3 separate regions of the Zea mays genome follow, and regions 2 and 3 are each linked to region 1. A link is a contact called in public Hi-C data. All regions are on one chromosome and are shown on one strand. Each heading gives the region's core, a stretch centred on a gene start, on an enhancer-like site or on the middle of the called end of the contact. The rest is flanking DNA. Distances are from core to core; before and after follow the strand shown. Region 1 holds the start of LOC103630579 (F-box protein). Region 2 holds the start of LOC100381551. Region 3 holds the start of LOC100216935.

What was found. Hi-C and Micro-C count contacts between places; a contact is called where the count stands out from the background.
Region 2: a Hi-C map of ear shows a contact between it and region 1, with 2.4 times the contacts expected there. The contact joins the promoter of LOC100381551 here to the promoter of LOC103630579 in region 1. A contact is called at or near these places in 2 of 25 Hi-C or Micro-C datasets (ear and leaf).
Region 3: a Hi-C map of tassel shows a contact between it and region 1, with 2.1 times the contacts expected there. The contact joins the promoter of LOC100216935 here to the promoter of LOC103630579 in region 1. A contact is called at or near these places in 2 of 25 Hi-C or Micro-C datasets (ear and tassel).

The regions. Positions count from the first base shown.
Region 1 is chr6:169,453,850-169,458,216 of Zm-B73-REFERENCE-NAM-5.0, reverse strand. It overlaps LOC103630579 (F-box protein), which reads right to left and starts at 2,548. Exons shown (of 2, transcript XM_008651626.4): 1 at 1,036-2,548. The coding sequence starts at 2,314. The coding sequence ends at 1,076.
Region 2 is chr6:169,671,813-169,676,179 of Zm-B73-REFERENCE-NAM-5.0, reverse strand. It overlaps LOC100381551, which reads right to left and starts at 2,363. Exons shown (of 18, transcript NM_001318235.1): 1 at 2,088-2,363; 2 at 1,054-1,126; 3 at 856-899. The coding sequence starts at 2,239.
Region 3 is chr6:169,324,741-169,329,107 of Zm-B73-REFERENCE-NAM-5.0, reverse strand. LOC100216935 reads right to left here and starts at 1,862. Exons shown (of 1, transcript NM_001143319.1): 1 at 1,294-1,862. The coding sequence starts at 1,796. The coding sequence ends at 1,479. It overlaps LOC100274237, which reads left to right. Exons shown (of 7, transcript NM_001353440.1): 5 at 153-202; 6 at 410-469; 7 at 713-996. The coding sequence ends at 729.

The DNA of each region.
Region 1 (4,367 bases), core at 1,299-3,798:
TTATGTTGGGATGAGGTATAATGGTGCATTCTCAAAGCTTGGAGCCTTGGAAGGCTTTGAAAAGAGGACTCACAATGATGAAGTGGAGTTCACTATGATTCTGTTGGGATGAGGTATAATGGTGCATTCTCAAAGCTTGGAGCCTTGGAAGGCTTTGAAAAGAGGACTCACAATGATGAAGTGGCGTTGCACAGCAATAACCAATCAAGACATGTCGGATGTGTAAAAAAAGAGTAAGCAGAATACTATACTTAGCAGTCGTAGCCAGTACAGTGGCAGAACGAGGAACAGAGTAATACAAGTAACCAACATGAAGTTGTAGAAGTCTATACTCTGAAAAAAAACTTACTATGGAACAGAATCAAAACACCAAGAAAGGCAAAGATCCCTTTTGGCTAAACAAGGTTTGGTTTGCGGTGAGATAACAACAAATACAGGCACTCCAGCATTTGGATATGGCGAGGTCAATGAGCAGGGTATTAGCACAAAGCTACCAACGAAGCAAAAAAATGTCATAAGGAGCCAGTGTTTTGAGGAATTGTGCAAACTAGCTAGTCACGTCTTTTCGTTTTGCAGCCCAGGTCCCTCTGTCCTCTGTGCTTTTGTTTTGCTATATGGCCTCTACAATAAGCTTCAATCCACCATACAGCGGCTGATGTGTGGGCAAAAAAAATTTGGAAACACCAAATAGCACTTGGAATCAACATGGGTGCAGGGTGCCCAGCTCGGCCAAAAAAAAAAGAACATAGGTTTCCACCTAATACTGGTCCTGACTGCCCAAAACTTAGTTCCACCTAATGAACTAAAAGTCTAAAACAGAAATTTGTGTACTTCTAAGATGCAACACAAGCCAAAGTCAAATTCGGCACATAAATTCAACCAAGATATTTTGACTCGTGCTGTTTAGTGTTTAGAAAAATGTGTGTCGAGGTGACCTAGTTGTATTCATTTCAGTATTTCACAATTATGCAAGAATACTAAAACTCGATCTACCAAACAGAAATTACAAACAAAAATCAGACAACTATTGTGTACCTCTCACATCTGAAGCTTCCAAAATGCCATCTCCCATAGATTAGAATGAATTCATCTCAAGGCTGTAGGTCCTTCGCTTGAGAAGCATCTTCGCCGCTGTTCTATATGGCTCCTCGAATGCATCCAACACCCAGGCTGCATCAGCAGTTTCATTCCAAACTGTGTCCCCTGTTCCTTCCTCACTTGGCTTGATGGCCACCAGCGTTGCACCATTCAGCAACAACCCCCCAGGCAGCTCAATACATGGTGCATACCACAGCCACATGCAAAGCTCTGGCATGAGCGTCCGGTGTGAGCCCCTAGATGTTGACACCGGTCTCACCCTCAGCTCCTGCAGTTGGCACTTGTCCATGGTGAGCACTCCCTGACCATCAGCATCTGTCAGGTCCAATGTCTCGAGCGTCATGTGATCAGCAATGATCGGCTGCAGCAAGTAATGCCTCGCGGCGGCCGCAATCAATGAGCTGATTGACCAAACCACTCGCAGCTTAAACCCCCCATTTGTGTAGAACGACTCAGGGATGCTTCCTGAATCGTCACATTCATCAGGCTCGGTGTGGCCACTGTCATCAGAGGGAGCGGCGCTCGGACTATCTGAGCCAGCTGAGGAGGGGGAGGGCGACGGCGAGGCTGAGGATGCTCCAAGGATGACGCAGCTGCCCAGTGTGGACCCGAAGTCAGCCTTCCACTTGAGCATCACGCCATCGTCCATGCCGAGCTCGCCCGCTGGGAGCTCGATGCGAAGGTGGCGGAGCTCCTTGAAGGAACGGAGCACCTCCGATGGCGAGTGGTGCGACACGTCCCCAGCAGGCAGTGGCGAGGAGGAGGACGACGACGACGATAGCGACGAAGCGGCGGATGCCGGAAAGCCGGAGGCGGAGTTGGCGGGTGAGAGGATCTGACCAAGCGCCTGGATGGGCTTCACGATGCCGCCGAGCACGATGCGCGCAATCTGTGAGAAGACCCCGCGGGCGCGCACGGACGCCGTAGGAGAGGACGGCGTTGACGAGGAGGACGAGGAGGAGGGGGGCTCGTCGGGGATAACGCAGTCGACGCGGACGAGGACGGAGTCGACGAGGGGCACGAGCTCGTGGAAGCGGCGGGAGACGAGGGAGCAGCGGCCGAGCGCCTTGACGTCGCCGATGCGGTTGAAGATGACGAGGAGGAGCGCGTCCGGGAGGCGGTCGAATTGGTCGTCGCCAGCGGCCCCCGAGAGCCAGCGCTCGTCGCCGCCGAGGTCGCACCGCCAGCGGCGGGATCCCACGGGATCTTCGGACATCGGCGGCGGCGGGGCAGACCGGATCTGAAGGGGGGAATGCAGGGAGGGAGGCGTGGGAGACGTGGGCACGCGCCGAGGAGCGCACAGAGTGAGCCAGGAGGAGAGACAGAGAGAGAAGGAGAGGTGGTGGGCTCGCACTCTTGTTTTTTTTTTCGCCGTTTCGGCAGACGGCAGGGATGATGCTGGCAAGGCCCCCCCTGACCTTTCTAAAAATTACACCGTAGGGAGAAACTTAACACTAATGGCCAGCCACATGGTTTAAATTGCCAACACCCAACAACCATGGACCAGCAATTTCCCCATACGAAATGCACCGATTATACCGGGATTTCACTTAAAATGCAAAGATGAAGCAGTAACAACTAATCTCTGGAAAACTAGCACCGGTGAGAAATAACAATAGCATGAAAGTGGTCATTCAATTTAAAGAAAGAACAAAACCAACCAACATTATTTTATTAAGCAACAACTAACTTTGTTTGGAACCTCGATTTTTTGGGGTAACCGACGCCAATTATAAAGGGAGTAAAAATGTGTTGCAGGATGAAAACGGAAATGATAATTTTCAAATATCGGGAATCATTTTTGAATTTTTACCGAAATTTAGGTCTAAACGGAAACAGTTACCGAAAATACGGAAATGGAATCGGTAGAAAAAAAACCGGAATCGAAAACGAAAACGGTTTGGGCTTTTTCCGTCCGTTTCCGAAAATTGCCGTTTTTATTCGGTATTTTACTGTCGGTAATAAATTCGATATTTTTCAGAAAAATATTAAATCTGAACTTATCTTTATAAATTCATAATAAATTCATCTTAGCTTAGAAAAATATGAAACTAATTTTATTATTTTCCTAAAATCAAGATCTATCTAATGATATATAGTTTAAAATCATTTAAAACTTTTATAAATCTTATTTATGTTTTTTACCTATTATTACTCTATACATATATTCATAATTTGCACGAGAACTTAAGAAGGACTAAGAGGACACTAACTATATTGACTATGCCAAATAGTAGGAGCACACATAGAATTTAAGTGTCATATCATTATACACATCTTGATTCTACTTTATTTAAATACATAATGATGATTTTATTATTGTATATTTCTTACCTTATATATTTATTGTAACCTCCTACCTTATATATTATTACTAATTTTATATGAATGTATGACTTGCATGAATTTTTGAAGTCAATTGATGGTACATGTTATAAAAATCGATCAAATTTTAGATTCTGATAACCGGTGTAATTTTCGCACCGAACTTTTGTTTCCGATGTTTTCATTTCCGGAGTTACCGTTTTCAATCTCGTTTCCGAGAAAAAATATGAAAACGAAAATGGTGTTTTTCGATCGTTTCCGACTGTTTTCACTTGCAGGTATCTAGATTTTTTTCACATTCTCGTTTAGGTCCCTTTAACTTTCTAGGTGGTTAATTCAAGGGACTTTAGAGTTTAGACCAATGATTTGATTTAGAATGTAACTATTTGTAAAGTCGATGGTGGCCCTGAGGGTGAGGCAGAGTAGCGACCACCCTATAACCCTAAGTTTATAGGGCCCCGACACTAGGTATACATTCAATAGTCAGTCTATCATTATATGTCAAAATAGTCCAGCAGCGAAGTATTAAAAAGTTGATGGCCACAACCCACAATGTCAAAACAGTCTATTATTTTAATTTCATGAACCACCAACGACGCATTTTAAGTTAATATGAAAGAGAAAACCGTTGGTATAGAATTTTGATTAGAACGAAGACACGGAGGTCAACAACTAATTGTTGCTAAGTGGTTGGTTAATCGAAGATGAATTCATTCTCTTTACTTTGTCTCTGTCTCTTGGCCCAACGTGTATAGTTGAGGAGACTTTGAACAGGGAGTGGTGAGAAAATATGCAGCGTGCTCAGCTGCACTTTTGCAACCGCTGCGGCAGCTTGATTCGCACGGTGGTTAGTGGTTACCGAATGATGCAGCTAGCGGTAAGCCGTAAGCGTTGCAGATCAGAGCCCTATTGATTATGCATTTATCAATGATCTAATTTTTTAC
Region 2 (4,367 bases), core at 1,114-3,613, 220 kb before region 1:
TCCATCTAAAGTGCATAGCTTAAGCACATCTAAGATGTACAGCAGCATCAAACCAAAGACGAGTTAATCAAGAAACATGTAGAGAATTAATCATCAAAAATCATGGGGTCTTTTTCCCGAACGTTTAAAAAAAGAGTCATGGTTTGTTAAGAGTGAAGATAGAGCACCTCAGAAAATATCATATACAAAGCAAGAGAACTTATTTATCAGCGCTACTCCCTCCGTTCCAAACAGTGGCGGACCCAGCAGGGGGGCAAGCCGGGACGAGCGCCCCCCCCCCCCCCCCCCTACGCGCTGCTGGTTCTACGTACCACGTAACAAAATATTTAGAAGCTTTGATGACTAATTGTGAAATAAAGTTTTAGACGAGTAGTTCAGTGACTATATGGTATACAGAGCGAGAGATATTTAGAAGCCTTGATGATTGTATAATCATCGAACATTCTCAAACCATGAGTAATCGTAGAATACCTACTACTCACATTACTATTCATGGCTAGCAAGTAGCAACTTAGTGGTATGTTACATAAAGTTTTATTGTTACTCATGGCCAACATATATACTATTTCTTTGTTACACTAGCACCTCCTTAATTTTAGTCTTGCGTCCGCCATTGGTTCCAAATTGTAAGTCATTTTAGTTTTGACCAAGTTTATAGAAACAATGAACAAACATCTACCACATCAAACAAGATTCATCAGATACATCATGAGATTTATTTTAATATTTGATTAATATATTTTTCTATAAACTTCATCAAAGTTAAACTAGTTTGGCTTAGGACAAAACTAGAATGACTTACAATTTGAAACAGAGGAGTACATTTATAAGCATGAAGCACAGAATGCTACTTACCATCTCAGACTTTGGTACTTCAGACCGAGGTGGAAAAGAAGTTTCTACACAGAGAACACGTAAATGTGGGAGAGCATATTGCGTTAGGCGATTTATATAAACCAAAATGAACTCCAGATGTGGTTAGAAAGAGGAACAAGTGGAATAAAAATAAAGAAAACACGTGGTGACTAAGACTGGATATATAATTATATAAACCTTGTGCGCTGTAGGAAGCATTTTGAATGACCGCTCATATCTCTCGACATCCCTTTCTGCAGCATCTTGATAGCTATCACAACCACCAAAACAAATGTTTTCAATCAGCATAAAAGGGTGGAGCCAAAATTTTCTCAGGTATATTGTTCAATATCACTTCATCCTCTGAATAAAAATCAACAGTTGATTAGCTACCTTATGTTGCATATATAGACAAAACTTCTAAACGAACCAACAGCTGACGACAAACTACAGATGATTTCCACTGAACATTTTAAGGATGCTACATTGGTCGACTATGTCAAAAATGCTTAACGTAGGCAATTTACCATGCTGCCATTAAATGCACCCCCTGATGGCATCAATCAACATGTAGGGATGCAAATGTAGTCTGCAAACCAACAAATAGGCCATTTGAAACAGGCTGCTCGAACCACTTACCCACTTGCATTCTTAATCGACCACCACCAAGAGCAAGCACAGTGCTAGAAAACCCCATGTTACTCGCATGTATCCAGTTAATCTTCTCTCCATGTTCCTTGTAGCTTGTAAGATGAGCCTAACAAGCTAAGGAAAACCAAGAAAAACTTTACAGGGTCTAGCACCACTACTAGTAACCGTGGTTAACTAACAATTACTCAAACTACCAATAATCTCTCTATCTATGAGTGGGGGGTCGCATGGTGCTGTGTTAATCGGGAACTGCATAAGTGCCTTACACTCTCCAGAAAAGCAGAAAGTCAGCGCAGTGAATCCCTGCCACCGCCCAATCGACTCCTGTTAGCATCTCACACTGTCGAACCGGAGAGCGCCCACGAACCCTACGACTCACTCTTAAGCATCATCAGAGCACAGTATCCTCCGTTCCAGCCCATCCTATCAAGCCATCGTTCCTGGGTTGGACCAGCACGCGGAACCGCTTCTAGCACCCCGTTTATACACGTCCAATCAACTGCGGGCGGCGGTGACGCCGTAGGAACGAATGGAGGCTAATTCGTCAGGGTAGAAGAGAGAGCCGGGATGGGTGCGCGTACTTGGCGTAGGCGGCGATGATGCGGCGGAGGGACTTGATCTCGAGGGCCTCCTCCTCCTCGGTGTACCGCCGCTCAACCATACTCTCCGGCGGCGGCGAGGTGGATGGATGGGTTAATCGGTGGCTCTCAAATCGAACGGCAGCGGCCGTCATCAGTTGCTTGTTTTTTTTCCCTCGTCAGATGGCTGACAGTGACAGGCCTTGTCACGTGCAATACTCGTGCGTACCGACTACCGAGTATGCATCAGGGTCCAGAACTCCGGCCTTGTGAGTAGTCATCAGGTCCAGCACTTGGGGTCTGTTTGGATGCAAGCCCAGGGATACCAGAATAAATATTGGCCTTGCTAAGCCATTTGGCCAGTGTTTAGTTAAAGGCTAAATTTTAACTATGCTCATAAAATATTGGCCATGCTAGTCCCAATCCTTATAGCCAAAACCAGGGCGTCCAAATCAACTGCCCAAATTTGATCGAGTCACGTTGCATTTTGGCCACAACCAAACACTAAAGGGGTGTTTGGTTTGTAGGGACTAATTTTTAGTCCCTACATTTTATTCCACTTTAATTACAAAATTATCAAATATAGAAACTAAAACTTTATTTTAGTTTCTATATTTGTCAATTTATACACTAAAATGGAACAAAATGAAGGGACTAAACATTAGTCCCTAGAAACCAAACACCCTCTAAAATTTGAGTCTAATTTTGGTTTAGCCTGACTTTATTCACTTACCTAATTTTGGTCAGGCTTTTTTTCGTCCACAACCAAACAGGTCCGAACTCCGAAGTGTCTCGCGGCCAGTCAATCCCGTAGCACCGTCGTACATGAAAACTAGGGTTGTAAACGAGCCTTCTTGGTGTGGCTTGCTAGCTGGCCGAATTCAGCTCGCTCGCTCGCTCACTCAGTAAGCAAGTTGTAGGAGGTTTGGCTTGGCTCGATGTTGATTCACGAGTCGGCTTACCTCACGAGTTGTACCTTTATAATTAATATTACATCATATAATAAATTAATAGTCTATAAATATACAAGTAATATAAATTATACATCATATAATAAATTAATAGTCTATAAATATACAAGTAATATAAATTGTTATATATTCATCACTGAAGGCTAAGAAATGAGCCAGATATTTATAAAAGTATCCAATATCTATTATGATTGTGTAGGTTTATTAATTTGATGTAGCTCGTAAGTCGACTCGTGAACCAGAACAAGCCGGCTCGGCTCGTTGCGCCAACAAGCTCTAAAATTTGGCTCGGCTCACGAGCCGTTTCGAGTCGACTTACGAGACTCGAGCTAATTTTGCAGACCAAATGAAAACGATAGGAAACCGTCATCCATAAACACTATATAAAGAATATTTTAAGAATTCATTCCCTACAGAAAAATTCCCTACGTGAGTTTTTGGAACACATGATTCAATCTTATCATTTTTTTAAATTCCTTTGGATTGTTTTTCTCCATATAAGTTTTAGAGCAAAAAAACAAAAGGCCCAACTTTTTTGGAAACTTTCCTATAACTCTTATATCTTTATTCAAATTCCTAGATAACATTCAAAGGCAATATGAGAAATTTTCATGCATCCTTAATTTCTTTAGAATTGCAAATCATAGTCAACTCTAATCATGTGTTTTTCCATTCCTATGTTTCAAAGGAGGCCTAAGGCTTACTTTAGATACATCCATTCCCTATAGGAATTGGATAGAATTGAGGGAGATATGAACTAATTTCCCCTCAACTCCATGAGGAATCATGGATCCAAACTAGCCTTAAGGCCTCCTTTGGAAAACAAAGAAATTTTGAATGATTGAAATCCTATATGCAATTTTCATATGTGATCCTTTGGGACAAAGGACCCAAGTTTCTACAAATCCCATAAAATCTATATGAAATGGTCTATTATGGTAAGGTTTTGGATGATTTCTACCATGAAGTCCAACCTCTTGTAATCTCCCTCCTCTAATTCATGACTTCTTATTATGTTGCATCTAAACGTTCCATTAGACGTTGTCAGGGAAAAGATCCCTGGACCCCTAGGGCCCACCGGTCAGAGAGAGCGCACGGGAGGGAACATCTGGCTACCAGGGGCCACCCGTCAATGAGGAGGGAGTGGAATCGTCTACCTAGGAGGCACCCGCCCCGGGAGAAACCCCGAGGCACCGATCCCGGGGTCAGACGTGATGGAGCAGCAGAGGGGGCCGGCGAACCCAAAGGAAACCACTCGAGTGGGTTTATCGCTTGACTCGAGACTGACCGCCATAAGTGGTCGACCGCATTA
Region 3 (4,367 bases), core at 613-3,112, 130 kb after region 1:
AAAAAAATCCTCATCTTACCTTGAATACAACTATATCTATCTTTTTTGCTATGGATGCTGTTATATATATATATATTTTTTTTTCTTTTACCTTGTGTTAGTTCTGCTGTCTATGTTGAGGGTGATATTGAAACCAGGGTCTACAATGACAGTGTTAATGATCAAGTCAAAAACATACCTGAGATATGTGTTCGACGTGATGGTATGCTGATTCGCACAAGCTTCTTTCCTATCATGTTTATTATTGAGACTGTATTCCACATAAGTAGTTTTCATATGTAACTCAACAGCAATGACATTTTTTTACGTGATAACATAGGGTGTCCTTGTATGGTAGGTTACATCTACCTTTTATTTTCATGTCTCCGTTGAAGAAAGCCTAATGTTTGGATAACTATTCTATGTGCAGGCAAGATTCAATTGGTTAAATCTGGGGACAGTGCTGCTAACATATCATTAGATGAACTAAGTAAGTTCGCTGAACATATTATGATTTTGATATTGTAAGAAAGTACGCATGTTCAACCAAACATGTGTTTGATTTGTTAGATAAACAAAAAAAGCCGTTTGATCTATCAAACCTGACCTTTTCGAATGGTATTTATGGAATTACAATTATCATTTCAGTGTGGACCTAAATCATAATTTGGCTACCTTTTTTGACTAAGTTTTCAATCATGCAAATGATAATAACAATAGTCTTTGGTTGCAGGAGAAGGACTGTTCTAGCTATAGTGAAAGATGTCAGGAGTATGCTTCTGGCTTGAGGCAAGTTTGAGTATGTTTGTGCTTCTTAGTCTCAGCACTACTAGTATTAGAGTGATGCTTCATGCTTGCGTACCCCTCTGGCTGGGTTTTCATTCGTTTGAACTCTAGCTTATATTGCCAAATTTACTTATCTGCAGAATATTTGAGCCCTCAATGAAACATCTCTCTGTGTAATTTACTGCTACTGTCTTTTCCATGCGATGCGCATCTGTCATTAACTCATTATCTAGGCCTCCTTGATCCTCATGTTGGCTTTCTTTTAGTAAAAAAAGAAGTACCCTTTGTTTCCAGTACTATCTTCAAGTACCTTACGATTAATCAAGTGAAGCTACTGTTCACTCTTCACACCATTAGAACTGAATAGTAAGAATTGACTCGTGGAAACAAATTACCAGAATAAATAAATTGAGGAAAAGAAACAAAATCACCAACTAGATCTGAAGGAAACAAATGCAGGAAATAAGAAACTAAAAACAGAAAATAAGGTAGATGTATCTCCTGTGGACGGCACTTGATTCATGTAGTGATCATGAAACCTCGGATTAATAATATCGCTCATATTTACAGTTGACATGCTGCCTGTATTATATATAAATACAATATACTTATAGTAGGACACATACATTTAGTAGATTTGAGAGGCTCCCACATCGATGCACTGACCTTAAGGCGACTAGAAGCATCTCTGTCGACAGCCCTTACCTACCTTGCTATGCTGGGTGTGCTTTTGATGGCGTTGCTGGCCTCCTCTTGTCCCCTGACCTCCTCCTGAGCATCTCCTTCATGCCATCGGCTACCCGGACAGCTGGGCTTGACAGCGTCATCCTGCAGAATTCCATGTGAGCCTTGACAGCCTCTTCAACTCTACCCTGGCCGGTCCTGTGTTTGCTGAGCTCATCCCTTACAGCCTCGGAGCACAAGCCACAGAGCCATCTCCCCCCAAAGCTGCCCTTGACATTGTCTATGTATTCCTGGGTGCAGTCCTCTCTGAGGCTACAGCAGGCGCACCTCACCGACTCGATGTCCATCTCCAGTGCTCATGAAAGCTAAGGCCCTGCGAACCGGCAGAGGCATAGAAATAGAGCTGGAAGGCGATAGCAAGGCAGAGAGGGAGGGAGACAGTAGATACCAGCAGCCAGGGGGGAACAATTGGGGGCCTCGTCCCTCTGGACTAGGTTGCTACTTGTCTGGAGAAATTGGACAGCTTGTCTTTTTTCCTCTGGATTGTTTTGCCTTGCTCTGATCGATGGTTGAAATTTCGTGATCTGCCCAGGCCCATTGTATCTTGAGCAGCGCACTAGCTGGTGAGAAAGCCTATGATCAGCGTCACATGGCTGTAACTGTAACTGTGATGGAGGTACGGGTACCAGCAGAAGCCTGTGTTAGAGAAATTAGGGAGTAAGCCACAGGATCTCGAACGCGTTAGTGGATTGATGACTAATCGTGATCTTCAGGGTAGTCCGCCATCGGTAGTCGGAAGTAGAGGTCATCTAGGACTCAGGTGGGGAAGAAGTTGATGACTCTTTGGCGCATACCTATTCCATGGGCCTGAGATCACTATCACTTATCCAACAGACTGTACTCTTGTTTTGAAGATGCAGAAAAGCTCCATAAATTTTCTTGGAAGAAATAGCAGGTCCTTGCATATCTGAAATTGGATTTTATGTGTGCTTGATATGTTGGCTCTAATGCTATCTCCAGCAGAGCAGATCCTCTATCGTATCTTCTATTTCAAACTTCACTCTACAAACATTGTCATTTATAGTTATGCGTCCCCTATTTTACCTTACCTAATAGAGACATACTAACTTTGGGTTGCAGTGTGTTTTGCTGGCACCGGGCAGGCTATCAGCTCATCTGCATTGTGTCCAGATGAGATGCTCTGTGCTGCGGTTGTTTTGCTGAATGCTTGGAGCATGGTATCCTTGAACTGAAGTGGCGCTTGAGAATTGGAGGAGTTTTGGTTTGACATGAGAAAGGCTGGCATGGTTTTCCCTTCACTCACACCGGGAACGCAGAAGCCTGCAGTTCTCTTCCCTGCCTAAAACACTAGTAAAATGACAACGCGAGGCTCCATGATGTTGATGTCCTTGCCCGCGAGTAGATGCGCACCAATAGTTCGCACCCTGTTCTCACATCCTCAACGACACAGTGACACCCTGTGCATGGGCGACGAGCCGACCCGGGATCACGGCGCGCTGGCGTACGTGCATGTGCCGTGAACAGACGCCCCGCGAAGGCCTGCCTCCGAGGCCGCGCGCGTTTCTTCCCGGGACGTCGACGCGCGGTCACGGGCCGCGCGGCGGGCACCTGTTAAGATAGCACCCTCTCCTTCTGAGCGGCGGAGACGACCGGTGGCGTCCCAGCCGGCGGGTTTGTCTCTCGCCCGGGCCAGGGGCCGCGCAGGCGCAGCGCAGCGCAGGCCATGTGCGCGTGCGCCGCGGTCACGGGCAGGCACGCGCCCTTGGCGTTTGGCGCGTTCCGACAGCTCGGTGCCCAATCTCGGCCAGCGCCTTGCTGCAATGCCTCAGCGCTAGCCTCACTGCCGCCTCCACGTGAAGGCTTTCCTTCTCGTCGCGCGCAGGGATGGTCGATCCGCTCCGGCACGCCAAGATACGCGGCCGGCGCCCACGGCACCGATCCCGCCGTGTGTGCCGTGTCGGACGCCGGACAAGCTCCCGAAATGGTCCTCAAGTCCTGGGATGAACACTAAAGCCAGTACCAAAAGATGCGTGCAATCGACCGCTTTCTAGGATGGGCCATGGGTTTTCGCACAGGCCCATCTCCTTCAGCTGCCTGCAACTTGCAAATGTTTTTTTTTTGGGGGGAAGGATCCATCCATCCTTCTAGTTTCTGAACGGCCTAACGCCGAAGCATTCTACGAAGTGAATGAACAGAGAATTGGCGACAGGCAGGCGGCAGGGTGCCATTTTGTTATGTTGGAACTTTTTTTTTACTTTTATTAGTTGAGTGTACGTAGATGTCATATGGATAGAACACTTGTAAAATCGTACCTAGCATCTATTAACAATTCATCTGATATGAACCTAAATATTAATCATAAAATTAAAGAAATAGGTTAGATATAATAATCGTCAAGTTACAAACCAAACATAATTTCACATTTATAGTTATTAAAAATATATTATTGTACAAAGAGTATATTAAATCAGCAATACATCCATAGGATATCAAAATGCTACTTGTTTTTTCATTGTCCCTGGACTTCTTCTATTACTTTAAATGCAGATGAATACGACAAAAACCAGTAAAAAAATAATACAAATACAACTGCAAGATAAATAAAAGACAATATCTTTTCATGTTGTTTGGACCTCTTTACAGGAAACATTTTTCGTGCGTGTACCGTTTGTTATTGTCATTTTTTCTTATCCTATTTATTATTGGGTGGGAAAACAAAGATCTCGGTGTTCGATCTGGCAGTGGCTCTAGACAATGCAACATACAACTGACCGTGAGATAACACTGGTTTAAGCAGATACACACGGACATCTGGAATAGTCTGTCCTTGCGCCTTGTTAAAAGCCAACCCTAACGAGAAAATTGCCCACCTTTAAACTAGAAGGGCAATATCTCAT